2 separate regions of the Mus musculus genome follow, and region 2 is linked to region 1. A link is a contact called in public HiChIP or PLAC-seq data. All regions are on one chromosome and are shown on one strand. The core of a region is the stretch at or near the end of the contact, and the rest is flanking DNA. Distances in the headings are between cores, read along the strand shown. Region 1 overlaps Gm42209 (a long non-coding RNA gene). Region 2 has its middle 12 kb from the start of Gm11548.

What was found. HiChIP or PLAC-seq counts read pairs in DNA pulled down with a chosen protein or histone mark.
Region 2: a CTCF HiChIP or PLAC-seq map of pro-B cells shows a contact between it and region 1, with 7 times the contacts expected there. The contact joins two enhancer-like sites. A contact is called at or near these places in 1 of 15 datasets of contacts at CTCF or cohesin (pro-B cells) and 11 of 484 Hi-C or Micro-C datasets (the CH12 cell line, the G1E-ER4 cell line, the HL-1 cell line and 7 more).

The regions. Positions count from the first base shown.
Region 1 is chr3:36,387,347-36,392,963 of GRCm38.p6, forward strand. The region is part of intron 1 of Gm42209 (a long non-coding RNA gene); the gene reads right to left. Among named protein-coding and RNA genes, the nearest start is that of Gm42209, 16 kb to the right of the region's middle. Within about 2 kb of position 2,170, at least 5 of the 459 cell types and tissues checked have an H3K27ac peak or open chromatin away from gene starts, as enhancers often do. A contact at or near this core is called in pro-B cells, where this site is marked.
Region 2 is chr3:36,492,452-36,497,738 of GRCm38.p6, forward strand. No RefSeq gene overlaps it. Among named protein-coding and RNA genes, the nearest start is that of Gm11548, 12 kb to the right of the region's middle. Within about 2 kb of position 3,125, at least 71 of the 459 cell types and tissues checked have an H3K27ac peak or open chromatin away from gene starts, as enhancers often do. A contact at or near this core is called in pro-B cells, where this site is marked.

The DNA of each region.
Region 1 (5,617 bases), core at 920-3,419:
TAATACTCTATTTCTTTATAGATGAGTAGTATTATGCTATAGACACACAGTACAGTTTTTAACTTACCCTTTTGAGAGACATTTGAGTACTTTCTGGTCTGGGGTTCTCATGACTAATACTACTAAGAGTATCTCTTTATATACAAGTTTCCACCATAGACCAAACGTGTTTTTTGGTTTTTGTAGAATAAATTCTCAGAAGTGCAATCCCTGGTTTTATGTAACTTATATTCAGTTTCGAGTGTAGTTTGGCTTGGCCATCTCACATTCCCAGTCAGTGAGTCATGGGTAAGGTAGTCCCTTTACATTCTAGCCAGTTTGTGGTCTAATCGCTGTCTTTGTATGTGGCCATCCTCCGCATTGAGTAGAAACATCTTGTGTAAGTTGTACTTCTCATTTCTCACATAGATAATGATATTGAACAAACTTTCCCTTTTTTTGGTCATCTGTAAATCTTTTTTGGTGAAATCGCTGTTTTATCCATTTTTAATTAGATTTTTGTTGCTATTCTTGTTGTTCTTGTAATGCAGAATTTTGAGAGTGTAAGGCACCCTAAACATAAGTTATTTGTCAGATATCTGACCTGGCACTACATCCTCCCAATCTGAAATTTGTCTTTTTAGTCTTTCATTGGGGTTATTCACAGAACAAAAGCTTTTAATGTTGCTAAATATGGAATCAATTCTTCTTTCCATGATTTCACTCTTGGTGTCACATCTAGAGTCTCTTTGCCTGTGCCATAATTTGAATTTTGCATGTCTCCATGTTGAGGTGTTGGTCCCAAGGATGGGGAGACTGGGAGGCAGTAGGCCGTTTAGGAGGTAGTTTGCTGCTAAGTTCTTAGATCACGAGAGGTGCATGTCTGAAAGCATCTTGCCTCTCTCCTCTCTAGTCCCTGCTGCTTTCCTGCTATGATGTGCCACACTACCATAAGCCCAAAGCACAGTCCCCAATCAACCACAGGCTGGAGTCTCCGAAACAAACCATTTTGTTTATGAGTTCATTCTATTTTGGTTTTTAGTGATAGAAAAGTGGCTACTATACCTTTTCCCAAGTCCACAGGACTTTGGCTGCAGCATTCCCTGGGGTTTTGCTTTGTACTGGGATACATTATGGGTTCTGTATTTATTTTTTATGATATGTAAGGCTCAGGAGAAAAGTATTCATAGCTTTGTTTGTATAATTCTGTTTCCCACTGGCTTTTTAAAGTTTATCCTTGCTGCATCCTGGCATTAGCTTTTGTGAATCCCCATTATTCTTCTACCGAGCATTATCATATCCAAATAAGACTTTATCTCACCAATATTTATTATATTACAATTTGGGTTTCTTCCCTTATAGCATTAGCCAGGACCTGTCATTCTACATTGAATTGTGGCAATGAGAATGGGGAAAGCTGTCTTGTCCCTGTGTTGAAAGAACCTCACCTGAGATTCTCCATTAAGTTTTCATTTTGTTTTGTTTTGTTTGTAATTTTAATGCCTATCACTGAAGAGGCTTGCTTTTATTTATAATTCATTAGCGTTTCTTATTTTAAATGATTTCTACTATATGAAGTGTACTTCTAGGTGAGATCTGATGATTATTGCCTTGCCTCGTTAACGTGTTAACATGGCAAGCTGCACTGAGAGCTTCTCTAATGTGGAACTGTCTTGATTAGTGAAATGAAACCTGCTTGCCCCGATGTTCTCTGTCTCACAGTATTGAATTCCACCAATGATATTTTATTTAGGAATTTCACTTGTATCATCATAGCTGAAGTAAGTATATTATTTCCTTGCATTCCTCATGATTTGGAAATGGGGATTTCATTAGCTTTATCACATAAAAGAACAACTTAGCTCCTTTTTCCTTTAATTTACCAGAATAATTTAAATGATAAAGGAATTGTTTTTCCTTTAAAAATTAGTAAAAAAAAAAATCTAAGCTTGAGGCATGTTGATGATAATTTCGACTTACTGCTTACTTGTTGGTCAGCTTTCTTCCTTTTCCCTCCCTTCTTTCTCTGTGCTTTTGTGATGCTGTTTTCTGCAGAGCCCTTCAGGAACACAAATCTGTAACTCTACACGAGAGACTCAGAGAAGAGCCAGGCTTCTGGGTCTCCAATTATAGCATAACTAAGCCATGTCCTAGTTAACTCCATGGAGACCACAGAGTCATCACCCCAGGCCTCCTGGGGGACCACCCAAAGGTTGTCATTGGCTCAGACATTTCTAAAGACACGCAGGATCCTGCTGTGCCCCAGCTGTGGCACCCACAGTTCGTTAGGAGGGACCACAACATCTGTTTTTATATTGTTGCTCTTCATGCACCTCTAATATAGTATATGAGTTTTCTATAAATGGCACAGGTAACAAAGTAAGATAAAGATGCTACTTAGGAAGTTTAGTCTGTGGTCATTTGGCTCCATTCCACTTGCATCAGGGTGGAGAGTACATGACAGAGCAGAACTGATCATGTCACAACCCTTCAAGGCTGAGCCCAGAGTGACAGAAAGCCTGTGAGTGGCGTCCACCTTCTGAAGCTCCTACTGCCTCCCAATAGAGCGCCTTTGCTAGAAACCAAGGCTTTAACATGGGTCTTCTGAAAACACTGCCATCTCAGCCTAGAGTGTGCAGCATAGTCCATATTTAGTCTATCCACTTAGAATTGGTTCTCTTCTTCCCTGTGTTCTCCAACTCTCTTGTTCTGGCTAGCAATATTACCTTCTCCTGGTTTAGCCTTCCTTTCTTTTTTTTTTTTATATATCTTTTATTACATATTTTCCTCAATTACATTTCCAATGCTATCCCAAAAGTCCCCCATACCCTCCCCCCCACTTCCCTACCCACCCATTCCCATTTTTTTGGCCCTGGTGTTCCCCTGTACTGGGGCTTATACAGTTTGCATGTCCAATGGGCCTCTCTTTCCAGTGATGGCCAACTAGGCCATCTTTTGATACATATCAAAAGATGTATCTAGAGTCAAGAGCTCCGGGGTACTGGTTAGTTCATGTTGTTGTTCCACCTATAGGGTTGCAGATCCCTTTAGCTCCTTGGGTACTTTCTCTAGCTCCTCCATTGGGAGCCCTGTGATCCATCCAATAGCTGACTGTGAGCATCCACTTCTGTTCCTTTCTTATATCCTAGTTTATTTAGTGTCTGTTTGTGCTACTGAGAATTGAACTCTGGACCTTTTACATGCTAGGTAAGGGCTCTGCTGTTCGCTACCCTAGTTGGCATTGTGAACCCGAGAATGTGGCGCCTAAAAATGAAGCAGACTAAAGTCTCATGCAGAAGCCAACTTTATTCAGAGCATCAGACAGTTTATACTCTGAGTGTTAAGAGGAGTCACTAGAGGGCAGGGCATGGTGGCACACGCCTTTAATCCCAGCACTCAGGAGGCAGAGGCAGGCAGATTTCTGAGTTCGTGGCCAGCCTGGTCTACAAAGTGAGTTCCAGGACAGCCAGAGCTATACAGAGAAACCCTGTCTCGACTCGAAAAACCAAAAAAAAAAAAAAAAAAAAAAAAAAGAGGCGTCACTAGAATATACATTGTACAATCACAAGGACAGGAGGCATGTGGCAAAAGTATGTTTTCCCATAGAGGTATAAGAAAAACAACAGCTGAAGTAAACTCACGCTTCTCCACTATACCTGGGAAGGGCACAAAAACACGTTCTAAGAACAATGTTGTGTTTTTGAAGTAACTAAGGGTGACATGGTGGCTTATTTTTGCCTCATTAAGGTATTTGCTCCTAGGATTCTCACTAATATAAAGATACACACAGTGTTTGTAATCTGTGAGTAGTCTCATTAATTTGGTTTCACCGTAAAGGAAACACAGTGGAAGTAATGCTGTTTTAAAGTGAGAAGTGAATCTCAGTTGGACATCTAATATATGGTGAAACTCTTTTGACTTAATATTAGCTTATTCATTGACACATCTACAAAGAACCCTGTAGAGAAAGCTCCTCTTTTTTTTCTGCCCCTTTTCCTCCTACGTAGTGTTTTCTTCAACAGGTATTTAAAAAAAAGATACTGATCCAAGTTAAATGTTATTCAATGTTATTCAAATCTTTAAATATTATTTATTCTTAACAAATATTCTTTTAAGTATTCAACCTTGATGATAATCATTAATTCACAGTCGTAAACACTTGTGCACTTCATTAGACACCAGAAACACAGAGGATATTGAGTCACCATCTCTATCTCCAAGGAGTTCACGGCTAATTAAGAAGAAAGTCTCCGGGATAAATAAATAAAATTGATATTGTGCTAAATCCAAGATGAGACGAAGTAACAGAACCCTAAAAATGTCATTTCTTTATGAAAACTATGCATGCAAGCTTATAGGGGCTGGGGAATTATACAGATAGCTTGCCAAAGAATGCACAGAATAGGTTTCCTGTTACTAAAGGCAGGTGACAAGAGTGTCTCAATGAAGGAGAATGCTGCTGAGAAGGTTTGCATCACGTTCTGCCTCAGTCATCACTACCAGACGATTCCATGCAATCCTGCTTCCTGGGGTCCCTAAGAACAAAGTTGCCTAGGTTAAATGTTTGCATTTCCCCAAAGGTTCTACTTTGAAATAATAATAACACCAGTGTGCTGGTTTGGAGGGAATGATCAGGGCAGGAGGGCCGGGTTTTTGTCAACAGAATGCATACCCTTAGGGAAGAGATGCAGCCACCCCACCCCATGGAAGTATCCAGGAGAAAGCAACCAGGGCTGAGGGTATAACTCAGTGATTGAGGTTTGGGTTTGATTCTCAGCCCTGGAAGAGGAGGGGAGAAAGATGATCATCTATAAGCTGGGAAATAGTCCCCTCACCAGACAGAAGATCTGCCCATATCTTGATCTCTGTCTTGAAACCTCCAGAACTTTGAAAAATAAATTTGTGTTGTTAAACTGAGGCAGGACAGGAAGAGAGGAAAAAATAAGAGAACATGGCAAAGAAAAGAAGCCTTTCCTCCTGGACACTGATTGAAGTCTCCATATCTGAGAGTTCTAGTCATATATGCAATAACGGTTGCCTACATTAAGACAATATTCCTCTTATAAAGGGATATTTCAAATAGTAATAATAGGGCTGGAGAGATGGCTCAGCAGGTAAGAGCACCAACTGCTCTTCCAGAGGTCCTGACTTCAAATCCCAGCAACTACGTGGTGGCTCACAACCACCCATAATGAGATCTGACTCTCTCTTCTGGAGTATCCAACCGGAGTGAGCAGAGGTCCTAAAAACTCAATTGCCAACAGCCACATGAAGGCTCACAACCATCTGTACAGTGTACTCATATACATAAAATAAATAAATCTTTTTAAAAATGGTAATAATAATTTTAAGATAGCAATGGACTATGTGTAAGTCCTAAGTATACATGACTGCATTAGTTACTTCTCTGTCGCTGTGAGTAGATAGCATGACCAAGTTAACTTACAGAAGAAAGAGGTTACTTGGGCCCATAGTCCTGAGGCGTTACCGTCCACGATGGCCAAGTGGCTGCATCAGACAGCAAGCATGGTGGCAGGGGCAGGAAGCTGTGAGCTCACGTCTTGAACTGCAAACACTAAGCAAGGAGATCAAACTGCAAGTAGCCCAGGCTTCTTACTCCCAAAGGCCACTCCCGGTG
Region 2 (5,287 bases), core at 1,875-4,374, 110 kb after region 1:
TCTGGGAAGTGTCACTTATGTACTTTTCTTCCCTCACAGTCCTCATGCCCTCAGGCTTATCCCTCATCCTTTTCCCAATACATTATCCACACCTCTACAGACTCTCTCCTCTCAGAACACAAAACACAGTTTCATGAGGAAGCCTGTTCTAGCGGGCTTGGAATTCACTATTATTGGATTCTGCAACAACCTTTCAAAATGCTTAAAACTCTGCCTATACATATTAACGCTGGTCCCAAAGAGATCGGTACGTGACACTTCCATTAAACTGTACTTTTGAGTGGGGAAGCACAGGATACAACAATAAAGTAGTGGCTTCTAGGGACTGCACTCTATTGAAACATCAAAATGGAAACTGATTTCCTATCCCTTAAGTAATTCCCCGATTGAAAGCCATAGAGCATTACAGATGGGCGTTTCCAGACCAAAGGCATTTCTCCAAACCACAGTTCTCTTCCAGCCCCATCAGGAGAAGAACACAAACATATGCCTGGTGGGCAGCCTGCCCCAGGAGGAGCCCCACCACTTCACATTTTCCCTAACAACACAGAAAACAAGTATTCAACAGAGAAAGTGGATCCACGGAGGAAGGGCGCAGCACCAGACATCTCTAATTACTTACAGCTCAGAGGGAAACTCAAGACCATCATCTTAAAGCCCAGTGCTGAAGGCAGCAAGTCACCACAGAGAAGAAACATCAAACCAGCACATTGTCTTTGCAGGACAGGGTAATGCTTATCACTTTCGCTGGGTTCGCTGATAAGAGCGATACACGCAACCACTTTGCTTCAAGTCTAATAGTAGCGTATTATTTTTCTTTCCCCAAAGATAATCCTGGCAATAAAATAATGGGATGAGTGACTAATGACAGCTTGAATCTTATCTCAATAGGTCTCACAATTACCTTAGCAATGGAGAACTCTTGCAATCTATGGTCTATATTCTGGAACAGCCTTGGACATTTTTCATTCATTCAAAGGTCTCTTTATCTCCCTAAGAAAAGTACCCAGAAAACTGTCATTGCCCTGTTAGTGTTTCCATTGTACCAAACACTGGCCTCTTGTTCTCATATCGTCCCATGAACATTCTTCTGTGTATGTCTGTGTCACCTGCTGGATCACAAGTCTTCTGAGGATTTGAAGTGAATTTTATTCTCAATTCTCAGAGTCTCAAACACACAGGAAACAAATGTCTGTTCAGTACATGTTTGTCGAGAGTGGGGCTTTATTAATTAGATGTCCTTGTTTCAACTGTGGCACTTTACAAATAATTCATTTGTTTTCATCTCCATCCAGGAAGTTAATGATAGAGCCTCCTTCGCAGGGTTGTTGAGCGTGTTCTTAATGTTCAGTGTGCACTCACTGTTGCTATGGCCATTGTTGCTAGGCAGCACTGAGACATCATCACTCACAATGCTGGAAGAAGTGCTACCTGAGATCAGAGTCCTTTGTAAACAGAGCCTCTGAGAGAAAAGAACTCAGCCAGATCTATGTCATGGGGCATACAGTCAAGAGAATGATATCTCGGGGCTCTGTTATCCAGGAGTGAAGCTTGCACTGTGTGTGTTTTTGTATTTTAGGGTTTTGACTTTATTTAAGCTTCTTATGTGGGACAGAGAAGTTATTCTTATCATTGTCATTCGTCAAGAGGAGGAAAATGAGACAGAGGTTAAATGGCCAAAGATAATGTTCTCGTAGGTGAGTCACTGGCCACAGATGCCCTGAGTTTGCTTCAAGTTGTAACAGAACAAACAAACCACAGGACTGTCATTAAATGTTTCCTAGAGGCCTGGGTTAGACCCAATCAGGCTCTTTCCTGTTCCTGTGCCCACCTGCCCTCAGTCCACCACAACATCTATTCTATTTTCCCTTCCCAGGGAGATCCGTGCATCCCCTCCTGAGCCCTCCTTGTTATTTAGCCTTTCTGTGTGTGTGTGTGTGTGTGTGTGTGTGTGTGTGTGTGTGTGTGTGTGTATTAGTTATTTTAGCTTGGTGTTTTTGTGGGACTCCTAACAGAGGGAGCAGGGGTTGTTTATGATGCTTTTGCTGCCTTTAGAACCCCGTCCTCCTACTGCATTGCCCTGTCCAGTCTTATTATAAAGAGAGTTGCCTAGTCATATTATAACTTAATATGCCATGTTTGGTTGATATCCCTGGGAGGACTGCGCCATTCTGAAAGGTAATGGAGGAGGAGTGGATGAGAAGGAAAGAGGTGGCAGGGCAGGGGGCTGAGAGGAGAGGAGTGAGGGGACATTGTGGTTGGGATGTTATATATGAGAGAATAAATTAATAAAACAAAGTTTCCTGGGGTAGCACCCAATTCAGCCTGTGTTACTGCTGAGGGGCCAGGAACAGTGACTCACCAAACCATGTGCTTGTTAGGGTTTCCTCCAGCCACCAGCAGACGTGCTGGAATTACTTCTGTGAGGTACAGAATACAATTTCTTTTTAAAAAGACTATAAGCCAAACCATTATTAGATATTATACAGCCATAATAAAATACCAATGCATAAAATCTCCCCTAGCAGTTTCCATCAAAATTGTACTACATCCAGCTACAAAACAGAAGTGAGGGGGCCTCAATATATTATAGCCCACCGTTAGTCACAGATCATTTATTAAGTAGACAAAAAAATACCCAGGCGTTTTTAACTTTCATCAGAGTTGTGTGAGGGGAAACTGCTTGTGGCCCCAGACAAGGAGAAAGTACCCAGCCTCAATGCCAGTCCTGCCAAAGCTGACTATCTGGGAAGCTGCATTTTCTATTAGACAACCAGCAATGTCTGGAGACTTTCTTTCAGCTTACCCTGGACCCAAACCAAAGTGATCAATATTTCCATGTCAGAAGCTTAGCCCTGTGGTGGTGACCTCCATCTTGCTTCACAATATATTGGCAAAGTCAGGTTGGCCGGAAAATAGGCAGGTCAAGGGTGCCGAAAAGTAATGGTTTCGCTTTTAAAATCCTGAGCTAATGGCTAATTTAATATCCTGAGCTGAGCTACTTGTAATGCCTGTACCTCCTCCCTGGAGGTGGCACAGGACCAATAGCTAATGATTCCTTAGCTATCTTTTATTTAGTAATGACAACAGCAGCAATCATGGCTGGACATTTGCTAACTGCCTGATATGAATCACGTCAGCTTTGTGCTGTTATCCCAGGGCTGTGACCTCTCTTGGCTGGAGAAGCGCCTCAATTGATAGGAAGCAGGAAGCAGCGCCACCTGGCGGACTCTGTCTGAAGTGTGTAAGAGAATCAACTCACAGAAGTCTCACTTCAGTGTGTGCAAGGGACCTGAGTCGTCTTTCAGGCCTGCGCAGTTCTCTGATGGCTCCTGCCTGTTAGGTCTCAGAGAAACTCAGGACAAAAGGCTAACTGAAATGCCTATTTAGCTCGCAAAAGCGGATGCTAGTGGCCAGGCTCTCTCAGCATCTCTCAGTACCACCCCCTACCTCCCGCCCCAAACCTCTCCAGCCTCTGAGCATCATTGTTCTTGTTTCTATATAACCCACCCATTTTGACCTCTGGCTTTCTTGGTTACCCTTTGGACTCTTGGCCTCTTGGTTCTTCTTCTTCTCCTGGTCCCCTCTCTTGTCTCTCTCTCTCTCTCTCTTTCTTCTTCTTCTTCTTCTTCTTCTTCTTCTTCTTCTTCTTCTTCTTCTTCTTCTTCTTCTTCTTCTTCTTCTTCTTCTTCTTCCTCTCTTCTCTCCCTCCCATCTCTCCTCTCTGCTGGCCATGTTCCGTCCATCCGTACTCGTCCAGATGCCTCTGGCTCTTCTCTCCCTCCTATCTACAATAAAAACCTTCTCTCAACCATACCTAGAAGGGACCATGCCCGTGTTTTCATTCACTGCCCTCAAGGGATCTGCAAAAACAAACAAATTATAACGTTCTACTTCATGAATGCTCACATTTAGAGACTGCTCCCCGCGCGCCCAGATAGAATTAGATGTTCCGTTTTTCTCAAGGGGCAGGGGTATCCTTTAAGGAAAGACTTTTGGTCCCGGGCCTAATGTTGGGAACACTGCGTTACTTGGCAGCTTTGGTTGCCAGTGAAGAAGGCCAGTGCCAAGAAGAGCCGCTAAGACAGAGTTTAGTGACTTTCTCAGGCTTAGCCTTTCAGGTGGGTTTTGGCCTGGCAGAGAGACAAATTTTTTTAGCTGGGTCCTGGATCCCAGTAGGAAAGGCATTATTTATTGCTACTAAATAAGAGACTTTCCATACTAAGACTTTCTGCTTGAGTTAGTGGGTAGTCACTTCCAGCCGCCTGTCCTGGGTGAACATTGATGCCTACCCTTGTGCACGGAATTGCTAGAATAGTCCTCTGCCCAGGTTTGGAGACAGCCTGCTGTGGACAAAGCTGTTTCAGACCCAGGATTCAGGACTGAAGCGTTCACCAGGACGGAAGAGGCTCAGGCAGAGAAAGCCCGAAAGCCCGAAGCTGAACTGGCTTCTCAGACTTTTCTGAAGAGCTTTTGCGACTTTGGGGCCCACAGCTTTGCCACGTCTGCAAGAGACAGCGGCGAGATGCCGCCCCCAAGCGGCTTCATAGAGTCATGACTCAGATTCCTTTTATAACCTACCGCATCCCTGATGCATGATTCCCTGAAGACAAGTGGAGCTTCCTAACACACATACACACACACACACACACACACACACACACACACACACACGCCGTAACATGTAGGTAACAGCAGGAATCTAGCAGCGTCAAGTAGTTTATGGTTGTTTTAAAATCAGGAGTGAGGAAATTAATAATAAATAATTTCTCTAATGCCTGTCTAACCAAACTAGTCTAGAAAGGCAAAGTTGCTTATTCATAAGAAAAAAAACTGTTTCTTTTAACTTTAAAAGTAGAGAGAGCCTGGAATGGTGACCCACACCTTTAATCTCAGCACGTGAGAGGCAGAGCCAGGAGGATTTCTGAGTTTAAGGCCAGCTTGAGCTCCATAACAAGTTCCAGGTCAGTTAGGGATACACTGAAAACGTGTCCATAGAGAGGGGACGAGAGCCTGGGAGATACGTGGGTGAGACTGTTGCCACACAAGCTTAAGGGCACCAGGTCAGACTCCCAAAGCCTACACAAATGTCAGGTAGATGTGATGGCCCATCTGTAATTCCAGTGCTTAGAAGGCAGAGAAAGGAGTTCTCCAGCTAGCTAGACTGGCTGAATCAGGGGACTCTGTGTTCAAGTACAGGACCATACCTGAATATCTAAGATGGGAAGGAATGAGGCAGACACTGGACATCAAACTCTGGCCTCCACATGCACAGGGGCACTCACGC